Linked DNA regions of Pan troglodytes: region 1 is linked to region 2. Evidence: chromatin contacts called from public HiChIP or PLAC-seq data. All regions are on one chromosome and are shown on one strand. Each heading gives the region's core, a stretch centred on a gene start, on an enhancer-like site or on the middle of the called end of the contact. The rest is flanking DNA. Distances are from core to core; before and after follow the strand shown.

Region 1 (4,491 bases), core at 158-2,657, 260 kb before region 2:
GGGAACAGGGGAGTGCCAACTAGTCTAGGAGTCCTGAGGCTGCAGGGGCCTCCAGGACAGGGCAGGTTGGGGCGCGCTGCCCCCAGTCACCCACCACTTCTCTCTGACCACTCTGCCACTGCTGTCAGCCAACTCCGGGGGGTCATACTGCTCAAGCTCGGGGATCCCCTTGCGGGGAGGTCCCCCACCGTTGCCCTGGGCTGAATACATGTAGTCCAGGCCCCCAAGCTTCCACTCGCCAGCTCGGTCCACGAACACGGCGGCCATGCAGACATTGTTGTGGATGAGGCTGCAGTCGTTGACCAGGAAGCTGAGGGCTTTCTGGGGGCAAAAGGAGCCATCACGCCCCAGCACCTGCAAGCCCCCATCCCTGCTCTCATCACCACTGCCCCCCACCTCACCACGATCTGGTGTAGCCCCCAGGAGATCTCCAGCTCCTTCAGGCCACCAGCCTCCACTCTCGCCTTGAGGTATATTCCCAACGGGGTCACAGCCTCTGTCACGACGTGGAGGCATTTTTCTGTCTGGGGAAGGGGACACAGGGTTATCAAGGACGGAGGGGCAGAGAGGAAGGAGAGATAAGCGACTTGAAGTTGGGAGAGATGGGGAAGAGGAAACCAAATCTGGGGGTGCTGGGGCACATAGGGTGGAAACAGGGCAGGAGGGGAGACAGGAGTGGGTAACCAGGACATCGTGAGGGGCAGAGACGGGCAGGCAAGGCAGCAGGTACCTCCAGTCCATCGATGTAAGCCAGGATGTTGGGGTGCCGTAGAGTTTTGAAGCGCTTGAAGGCAGCTTTGGCCACCTGGGTCTGCTCTTCCGCGCCAGGCTTCACATCATAGACGAAGATGGACACGGGGCTGCCTGTGGCCTAGGGGAGGGCAGCGGGGCCTGAGATGGTCCCAGAGCTGTTGTGTGGCCGGAAGACAAGGGCCCGCAGCCAGGTCTCTCTCCAGGTCAGCCTTAGGGACACTTCGCCGGGCCCACGTGACCCCGGCCCTGTCCGCCTGTCGGTCCCGCGGTCCCTCCGCCCGCCACGTAGGCACTGCCCGCCCCCTCCCCGGCCTGCTACCCCTTGGTTCCGCCGCCACGTCAGGCCGGGCGCGACGCGACGGGGCCGGCGGCGCGGAATAGGCAAGGCCCAGGTCGACCGCGGCCTACGGAGCTCGGCCGCACTCACCTTCTTGCGGCCGCGGTGCAGGGCCCAGGGCCCGGGCAGGCCGCCCTCTGGGGGCTCCGGGATGAGCTCGAACGGAAAGTCCCGGACCGGGTCCCGGGCAAAGAACCACATCGTCCCCACCGCCGCCGCGGGCTCGGGCGCCTTAGCTCCGGGTCCTCCGGCCGCCCGAGCCGGGGCGGGGCGGAGAGGGGGCGGGGCCTGCGTCTGACGGGGGCGGGGCCCGGGGGCAGGGCGGGGCCTACGTCGGGGCGGAGCAGTACGTGAATTGGGGCGGGGTGGGGCAGAACCTGAGTTGGGGCGGGAAGGGGCGGGGACAAGGGAGGGGCGGGAGAGGGGCGGGGATGGGGGAGCTAGGGAGGGGCGGGGATGGGGGGCTAGGGAGGGGCGGGGCAGTCCGGGGCGGCGGGCGGTACTCAGATCAGTACTCCGCCGCCGGGTAAGTCACTTAAAACCCTCCAAGCCTGTGAGCCCTTTTATCTAAAGAGGCCTAAATCCTAAAGGATAATAGAGCCTGCCGTCTAGCGTACTGTAAGGATGAGAGCTTAAGAAGGGACAGACGGATGGGGAAACCGAGGCAAAAAGGGGGAGAGGTAGAAAGACTGACAGGCATGAGAGGGTGCAGTGAGGAGTGAGGCAGAGACCCAAAGAGGGAGACTGGCCCCACGCCAGACACTCTCTCCCACCAGCAAGTGGGTGCCTCCAGGCTCCGGGGAGGAGTCGGTCCTGGTGAAGTGACCATGAGAAAAGCACGAGGAGACGCCCCAGAGAAAGAGCGTGGGTGAGAGGCAGAGAGTGAATCCAAGGTTCCATGGAGGTCCAGAACCCCGGGGCAGGGGCGGGCACCCAGGGAATGGAGGAAGGAGAGACTGAGGAGGGAAGAAGAAGTGACCCCAGGAAAGGAGGGAGGGAGAAGGAGCAACTGGGCAAGTCTGGAAGAGGCCAAAGGGCTGGGAGGGGACCCTGCTCTCCTGGGCTCAGCTGCCCGGCTCTCAAGCCAACGGATTGCATCTCTCAGTGCCTGTGTAGACAGCCATGGAGTGGTGTTAGCTCAATCAGCACATCACACTGGTGGGGATCCAGCCCCTGAGCTGTGTAGGAGGGGCTGGACAGGCAGTGGTTCCTCTGCTGGTAGGGTCTCAGGACCCAGGCTTGGGGACAGTGCCTCAACCACAGCTATGGAGCACTGGTGAGATTCTGGGACCGGTTATGAAAAGTCTGGTTGGGATGCCTTTGGGAGATAACTCAAGGGCAGAGATGCCACAGTGAGACGTTGCTGGGTTTCAATCACGGTTCAGCCCCTCATTGGATGTGAGAACTCACACAGTTCCCTTTGGGTGCGTTAGGTCCCCCATCTATAAACTGGGGTGAGGGCCAGGCACAGTGGTTCACGCTTGTAATCTCAGCACTTTGGGAGGCCGAGGCTGGAGGATCACCTGAGGTCAGGAGTTCCAGGTCAGCCTGACCAACATGTTTGAAGGGGGCCTGCCCCTCCACACCTGTGGGTATTTCTCGTCAGGTGGAGACGAGAGACTGAGAAAAGAAATAAGACACAAAGTATAGAGAAAGAACAGTGGGCCCAGGGGACCGGCACACTCAGTATACGAGGACCTGCACCGGCGCTGGTCTCTCAGTTCCCTCAGTATTTACTGATTACTATTTTCACTATCTCTGCAAGGGGACTGCGGCAGAACAGGGTGATGGTGGGAAGAAGGTCAGCAGGAAAACATGTGAGTAAAGGAATCTGCGTCATAAATAAGTTCAAGGGAAGGTACTGTGCCCAGATGTGCACGTAGGCTGGATTTATGTTTCTCTTTACCCAAACACCTCAGTGTAGCAAAGAGTAACAGAGCAGTATCACCGCTAGCATATCTCGCCTCCAGCCATAGGGCAGTTTTCTCCTATCTCAGAATAGAATGACTGGTGGGCTTTACACCAAGACATTCCATTCCCAGGGACATACGGGAAACAGAGGCCTTCCTCTTATCTCAACCGCAAAGAGATCTTCCTCTTTTACTAATTCTCAGCACAGACCCTTTACGGGTGTCGGGCTCGGGGATGGTAAGGTCTTTCCCTTCCCACAAGGCCATATCAGGCTGTCTCAGTCGGGGAGACAATACCCAGGCTTTCTCGGGCAGAGGTCCCTGTGGCTTTGCACAGTGCATCGTGTCCCTGGTTAATAGAGAATGGAGAATGGCGATGACTTTTACCAAGCATACTGCCTGCAAACATATAGTTAACAAGGCACATCCTGCACAGCCCTAAATCCCTTAAACCTTGATTCAATACAGCGCATGTTTCTGTGAGCACAGGGTTGGAACTAAAGTTACAGGTTAACAGCATCTCAAAGCAGAAGAATTTTTCTTAGTACAGATCAAAATGGAGTTTCTTATGTCTTCTTTTTTTCTGCATAGACACAGTAACAGTCTGATCTCGCTTCCTTTCCCCCACATATGTGTGGGCGGAGGATTACCTAGGTGCGGAGGCAAGAGATTGAAGGCACAAACTGTTTCAGTATAATAAAGAAAATAGTTAGAATAAGAATAGTCATAATACAAATTAGATATAGAGATGGTCATGAACAATTATCAATCATTGTTATAAGCATTATTAATCATTAGCTTTTAATATTACTCTTTGTTGCATTACTAATATAACCTAGGAATAACCGGCGGGTATAGGGTCAGGTGTTGAAGGGACATTGTGAGAAGTGATCTAGAAGGCAAGAGGTGAGCCTTCTGTCACGCCCGCATAAGGGCCTCTTGAGGGCTCTTTGGTCAAGCGGTAACGCCAGTGTCTGGGAAGGCACCTGTTGCTTAGCAGACCGCGAAAGGGAGTCTCCTTTCCTTGGAGGAGTCAGGGGACACTCTGCTCCACCAGCTTCTTGTGGAAGGCTGGATATTATCCAGGCCTGCCCGCAGTCATCCAGAAGCCTAAACCCCTCCCTGTGGTGCTGTGCTTCAATGCTCACGCTCCTTGTCCACTTTCATGCTCCTCCCGTACTCCTGGTTCGTCTTTGAAATTCGTAGTAGATAGCGGTAGAAGAAATAGTGAAAGTCTTAAAGTCATTGATCTTTCTTGTAAGAGCAGAGAAGAAAACTCTGACGTATGCTGCCTTCTCTCTCTGCTTCGGCTACCTAAAAGGGAAGGGCCCCCTATCCTGTAATCACCTGACCTGCTTCACCTTGTCAGTCACTTAGAAGATTCACCCTCCTTACCCTGCCCCCTTGTCTTGTATACAACAAATATCAGCGAGCCCAGCCATTTGGGGCCACTACCGGTCTCCGCGTCTTGATGGTAGTGGTCCCTGGGGC
Region 2 (4,969 bases), core at 41-2,540:
TGTAGGCTGGAAAGGGAGGAGCCAAGAATAAAAAGCTACATTTCAAAACCCCCACATCTCTTGCTTTGTTACCGGGGCTTCAACAATTTCCAAACTCAGGTGCCACCAGTGCCTAGTCTCGATCTAGCACATCCCAATTCCGCCTTTCGGGAACTTCGAGTTGGTTTAAAATCGTGCTGCATATTCCTATTTTTGATTTGGCATCCAAGCGGTACCCGGTGGGCATTTCAAAGTCCCCACATCCTAAATCTCAAAACTCAAGTTTGATTCTTCATCTCACAGCCACCGAGAACTCCGCTCCAGGGGAAGTGGAAATTGGAAGCGCTCCACTTTCGGTTCTAGGCGCCGAGGAACTCGGGCGAGAGCGTGGAGCACGGCTGCAGGGCGGGAGGGGTGCGGGACTCACATTTCTCAATTAGAGCCTCCTCGCAGTCTAGGCCGAAGATCTGCAGCTCCTCCGCCAGCTGCTGGGCGGATGCGGACATGGTCGCCCAAGCCAGGGACCGGGGAGCCGGCCCACCCAGCTCCGACCTGCGCCCAAGAAGCCCACGGGGGTGGCGAGCGATGAGCTCCTCGCCCTCTTATCCTTCCCCCCTCCGCGGACCGTGACTGGAGGTGACTGACCCAAGCAGGACCTCAGACCGTCAGAAGGCCCCGGCCGTCGGTCACAGAGAAATATTTTTTTTAAAAAATGAAGGGGTGGCTCCCAAACGCCCTGAATGGAGGGAGCAGAAATCTCGAGAGGACGCTCTCCTGGTGAGAACGTCCTGCTTCCCAAAAGCTACCGCTGAGCTTCTCAGTGACGGTGGCAGAACAGAGTGGCCGGAAAAACCCGCCAAATGGTTTGTGCAGTGCACGCATGCGCAAAACCGGGAACCAACCCCAAACCTTCCCCTTGCTTTCCCCGGCTCATTCCGGAACCCCATGCGCGCACGCGCGGCCCAGGGCGCGTGCGCATCAGCGGGCGTGTGGGCGTCTCTACGCACGCGCCTGGCGGCCCGCCAGTCAGCAGCTGCGCAGTTCTTTCTCACGGCGCGAGAATGCCGGTTGTGACTCGCAACGCCCGGGAGTTGCCTACAAGGAAACTGAGTCTGTGTGCGGATGCCTGTTTTCTGGGCATCGGCTGCTCGATAAAGCTCAGTGGCGCATGTTTGTCACCCTTTTGCCCTGATCCGTGGTGCGCAGGCGTTGTCGTGCGCGTGCCTTCGACTAAAACTTACTGTACCCCCTTCTCCATTCCCCTTGTCATCTCTGCCTGTTGTGCCCTTGGTTCATCCTAAAAGAATGGCTTCAGTAGGGAATCTGGTTGCCATGGTTATTATCGTGCTTATCACCGTGGTGCCAGCCACAGTGATGGGTATGTTTTCTGAATCTGGGGCATTTGGGGGGATATGAGGTGAGACGGTGACGGATAATTTAGTTTTGGACACGTTAAGTTTGAGTGCCTCTGGGATTTCCAGGTAGAGATTCCCAGTGGGTGACTGGAGGCTTGGGAGTGAAGGTAGGTCACTCAAGGATAGAGTTTAGGGGTAAGATGAGAAGAGGGTTCTCCCCTTGAAATACACCGTAATTCTTTGAGCCAAAAATCTCAACCGTAGGCGTCATACAATGCTGGTGGGATGGTATAGAGCGTTTCGAGAAAACAATTTAGCAATATGTATCAGGAACCTTAAAAATGTCCATCCCAGGCCAGGTGCGGTCGCTCACGCCTGTAATCCCAGCATTTGGGAGGCCGAGGCAGGCGGATCACTTTGTAGCAGGACGAGCCACAGACAAAACTCCTCAGACACCCGAGTTAAAGAAGGAAGGGGTTTATTCGGCTGGAGTCATCGGCAAGACTCCTGTCTCACCAGCCGAGCTCCCCGAATGAGCAATTCCTGTCCCTTTTAAGGGCTCACAACTCTAAGGGGGTGCGCCTGAGAGGGTTGTGATCAATTGAACAAGCAGGGGGTACGTGACTGGGGGCTGCATGCACCAGTAATTAGATCAGAACAAAACAGGATAGGGATTTTCACAGTGCTTCTCTATACAGTGTCTGTAATCTATAGATAACATAACCGATTAGGTCAGGGGTCCATCTTTACCAAGCCTAGGGTGTGAGGCCGGGCTGTCTGCTTGTGGATTTCATTTCTGCCTTTTAGTTTTACTTTTTCTTTCTTTGGAGGCAGAAATTGGGCGTAAGACAATATGAGGGGTGGTCTCCTCCCTTAACTTGAGCCCAGGAGTTCAAGATCGGCCTGGGCAACGTGGCGAAACCCCTTCTCTACAAAAAATTAGCGGGCGGTGGTGGCGGGTTCTTGTGATCTCAGCCACTCTGGGGGCTGAGGCTGGAGGAGCGCTTGAGTTCGGGAGGTCGAGGCTGAAGTGAGTCATGATCGCCTCACTGCACTCCAGCCTGGGCGACAGAGCAAGATCATGTCTCAAAAAGCAAACAAAGGCCGGGTGCGGTGGCTCACGCCTGTAATCCCAGCACTTTGGGAGGTCGAGGCGGGAGGATCACGAGGTCAGGAGATCAAGTCCATCCTGGCTAACACGGTGAAACCCCGTCTCTACTAAAAAAAAAAAAAAAGAAAAAAAAAAGAAATTAGCCTAGCGTGGTGGCGAGCACCTGTAGTCCCAGCTACTTGGGAGGCTGAGGCAGGAGAACGGCGTGAACCCGGGAGGCGGAGCTTGCAGTAAGTCGAGATTGTGCCACTGCACTACAGCCCGGGCAACAGAGCGAGACTCCGCCTAAAAAAAAAAAAAAAAAAAGCAAACAAAAACCGAAGTATGTGTGACCTCTAGTCAGCCAATGGCTGCTTGGCTGTATTTTGAATTTAGGCCTAGTTAGCCACTCCGGATCCATCATGAACCTCTTTTGGGGTTCACACCCTTAAGCCTCAAATATTTACTCTCTGGCTCTTTACGGAAAATGTTTGCAGTTTCCCACCATCAGCAGTAACCAATGGATATCAAATGTGTTACATACATATTTTTCCCAACCTGTCTTTTAACTTTGTGGGGTTTTTTTTCTACCACACAACACTGTGCAATTCTTTTCCTGTATGGGTTTTAGGTTTCCTGCTTTGTTTAATAAGGTCTCCTCGACATAAGCTTATGCAAATATTCTTCCAAGTTTTGTTTTATTAGTTTTAGTTACGTTTTGCCTTTAGTTCGCTAATCCACCTATAATTAATCTTATTTGTGATGTGAGGAAGGATTTAGCTTTGTTTTATTCCTGACAAACAGCCAGCATGTCAGCAGTTATACTTAGTAAATAAAACATTCTTCAACTGACTTGAATTGTGATCTTTTATGTATCAAGTCCCCATAAACACTTGAATCTGTTTCTGGATTTTCTGTTTTATTCCACTGATTTATTTGTTGTCTTTTCTGTGTCAATATAATATTTTGATTGCAGGAGTAAATCAAGTGGGTTTTAGATCTGTGACATAGCCAAGTCCTAAAACAATAGTAGCTGAGACAAAATAGAAGTTTATTTCTCTCGTCAGATAAAATAATTTCAGAGATAGGTAGCCCAGGGCTAAAGTGGTGGCTTCACATTCATCAGGCCTCCATCGTTCCGCTCCACTGTCCTCGAATTAATCTCCATCCTTACAGTCACCTCATAGTCCAAGATGGCTTCTGGAATTCCAGCCATCAGATTCACATTCCATTCCAGGTAGCAGAAAGTAGGAAGAAGAAAGGAAAAATAAAATTTTAAAAACATAAAGCAAGAAAAGAGAGTGAAAAGAGAAATGAAATGAAAAGGGAAAAAAGAAACAAAAAAATGACTTTTGCAAACCGTTGTCTATCCATTTTTGAAGAGGAGTCTTTCTAGAAGTCCTTCCCAACCACTTTTGCTTATACTTTAGCCACATAGCCATACCTTTAAAGGAGGCTGGGAAAGCCTCCTTATAGGTTTAAAAGTTATATTGTAATATTATTGAGGAAACACATTGCTACCCCATCAATATACAAATTTTGTTACTAAGAAAGGAGTTAATACTAGGTAAGCACTTAGTAGTGTTTGCCCCAGGTAGCTTTATAGTAACTTCCCAAAACTGTTGAAGCATTTTACTATTTTTCTGGGTGGGGGACAGGATCTTACTTTGTTGCCCAGGCTGGAATGCAGTGGTGTGATCAAGCTCCCTGCAGCCTCAGTCTCCTGGGTTCAAGCCATTCCCCCCACCTCAGTCTCCTAAGTAGCGGGGACTACAGGCACGCACCACCACACCTGGCTGTTTTTTTGTTTTTGTTTTTGTTTTTGAGACAGTGTCTCATTCTGTTGCCCAGGCTGGAGTGCAGTGGAGCGATCTCGGCTCACTGCAACCTCCGCCTCCCAGATTCAAGCGATTCTCATGCCTCAGCCTCCCGAGTAGCTGGGACTGCAAGCGCCCATCACCACACCCAGCTAGTTTTGTATTTTTAGTAGGGATGGGGTTTCACCATGTTGGCCAGGCTGGTCTCAAGCTCCTGACCTCAGGTGATCCACCAGTCTCGGCCTCCCAAAGTGCTGGGATTACACCACCACGCACACCTGGCTAATATTTTTGTTTTTTTAATAGAGACAAGGTCTTGCTGTGTTGCCCAGGCTTGTCTGGAACTCCTGAGCTCAAGCAATCCTCTTGCCTTGGCCTCCCAAAGTGCTGGGATTACAGGTGTGAGTCACTGTGCCCGGCCTAGTTTTTAGGAAACCATTTTAAACTTTTAAAGTCATTTTATACAGTATATCCTATCCCCCTCCATTCTGATAGGAAGGACTTAAATATTTTTATATATTTAGGAGAAATGAATACTTTAAGCATTCCAAACAGGATCCTGGTATATCTCTTCATTTTTTTAGGCTTTTTGTCTTTGTCTATCAATCCAATTTTATAGTTTTTCCCATATAGACCCTGTTTTTGTTCAATTTATTGACACAATATCTTCTGTTGCTTTTATGAATGTAATGTTTCTCCCGTATTGTTTTCTGTTTTGTCATTGCCAG

The links. HiChIP or PLAC-seq counts read pairs in DNA pulled down with a chosen protein or histone mark.
Region 1: an H3K4me3 HiChIP or PLAC-seq map of stem cell-derived excitatory neurons shows a contact between it and region 2, with 2.0 times the contacts expected there. The contact joins the promoter of SCYL1 here to the promoter of POLA2 in region 2. A contact is called at or near these places in 2 of 7 Hi-C or Micro-C datasets (induced pluripotent stem cells and stem cell-derived neural progenitor cells) and 1 of 1 datasets of contacts at active chromatin or transcription factors (stem cell-derived excitatory neurons).

The regions. Positions count from the first base shown.
Region 1 is chr9:67,846,241-67,850,731 of NHGRI_mPanTro3-v2.0_pri, reverse strand. SCYL1 (SCY1 like pseudokinase 1) reads right to left here and starts at 1,407. Exons shown (of 17, transcript XM_063783090.1): 1 at 1,181-1,407; 2 at 731-871; 3 at 402-524; 4 at 95-321. The coding sequence starts at 1,291.
Region 2 is chr9:67,586,851-67,591,819 of NHGRI_mPanTro3-v2.0_pri, reverse strand. It overlaps POLA2 (DNA polymerase alpha 2, accessory subunit), which reads right to left and starts at 1,290. Exons shown (of 19, transcript XR_001707349.4): 1 at 407-1,290.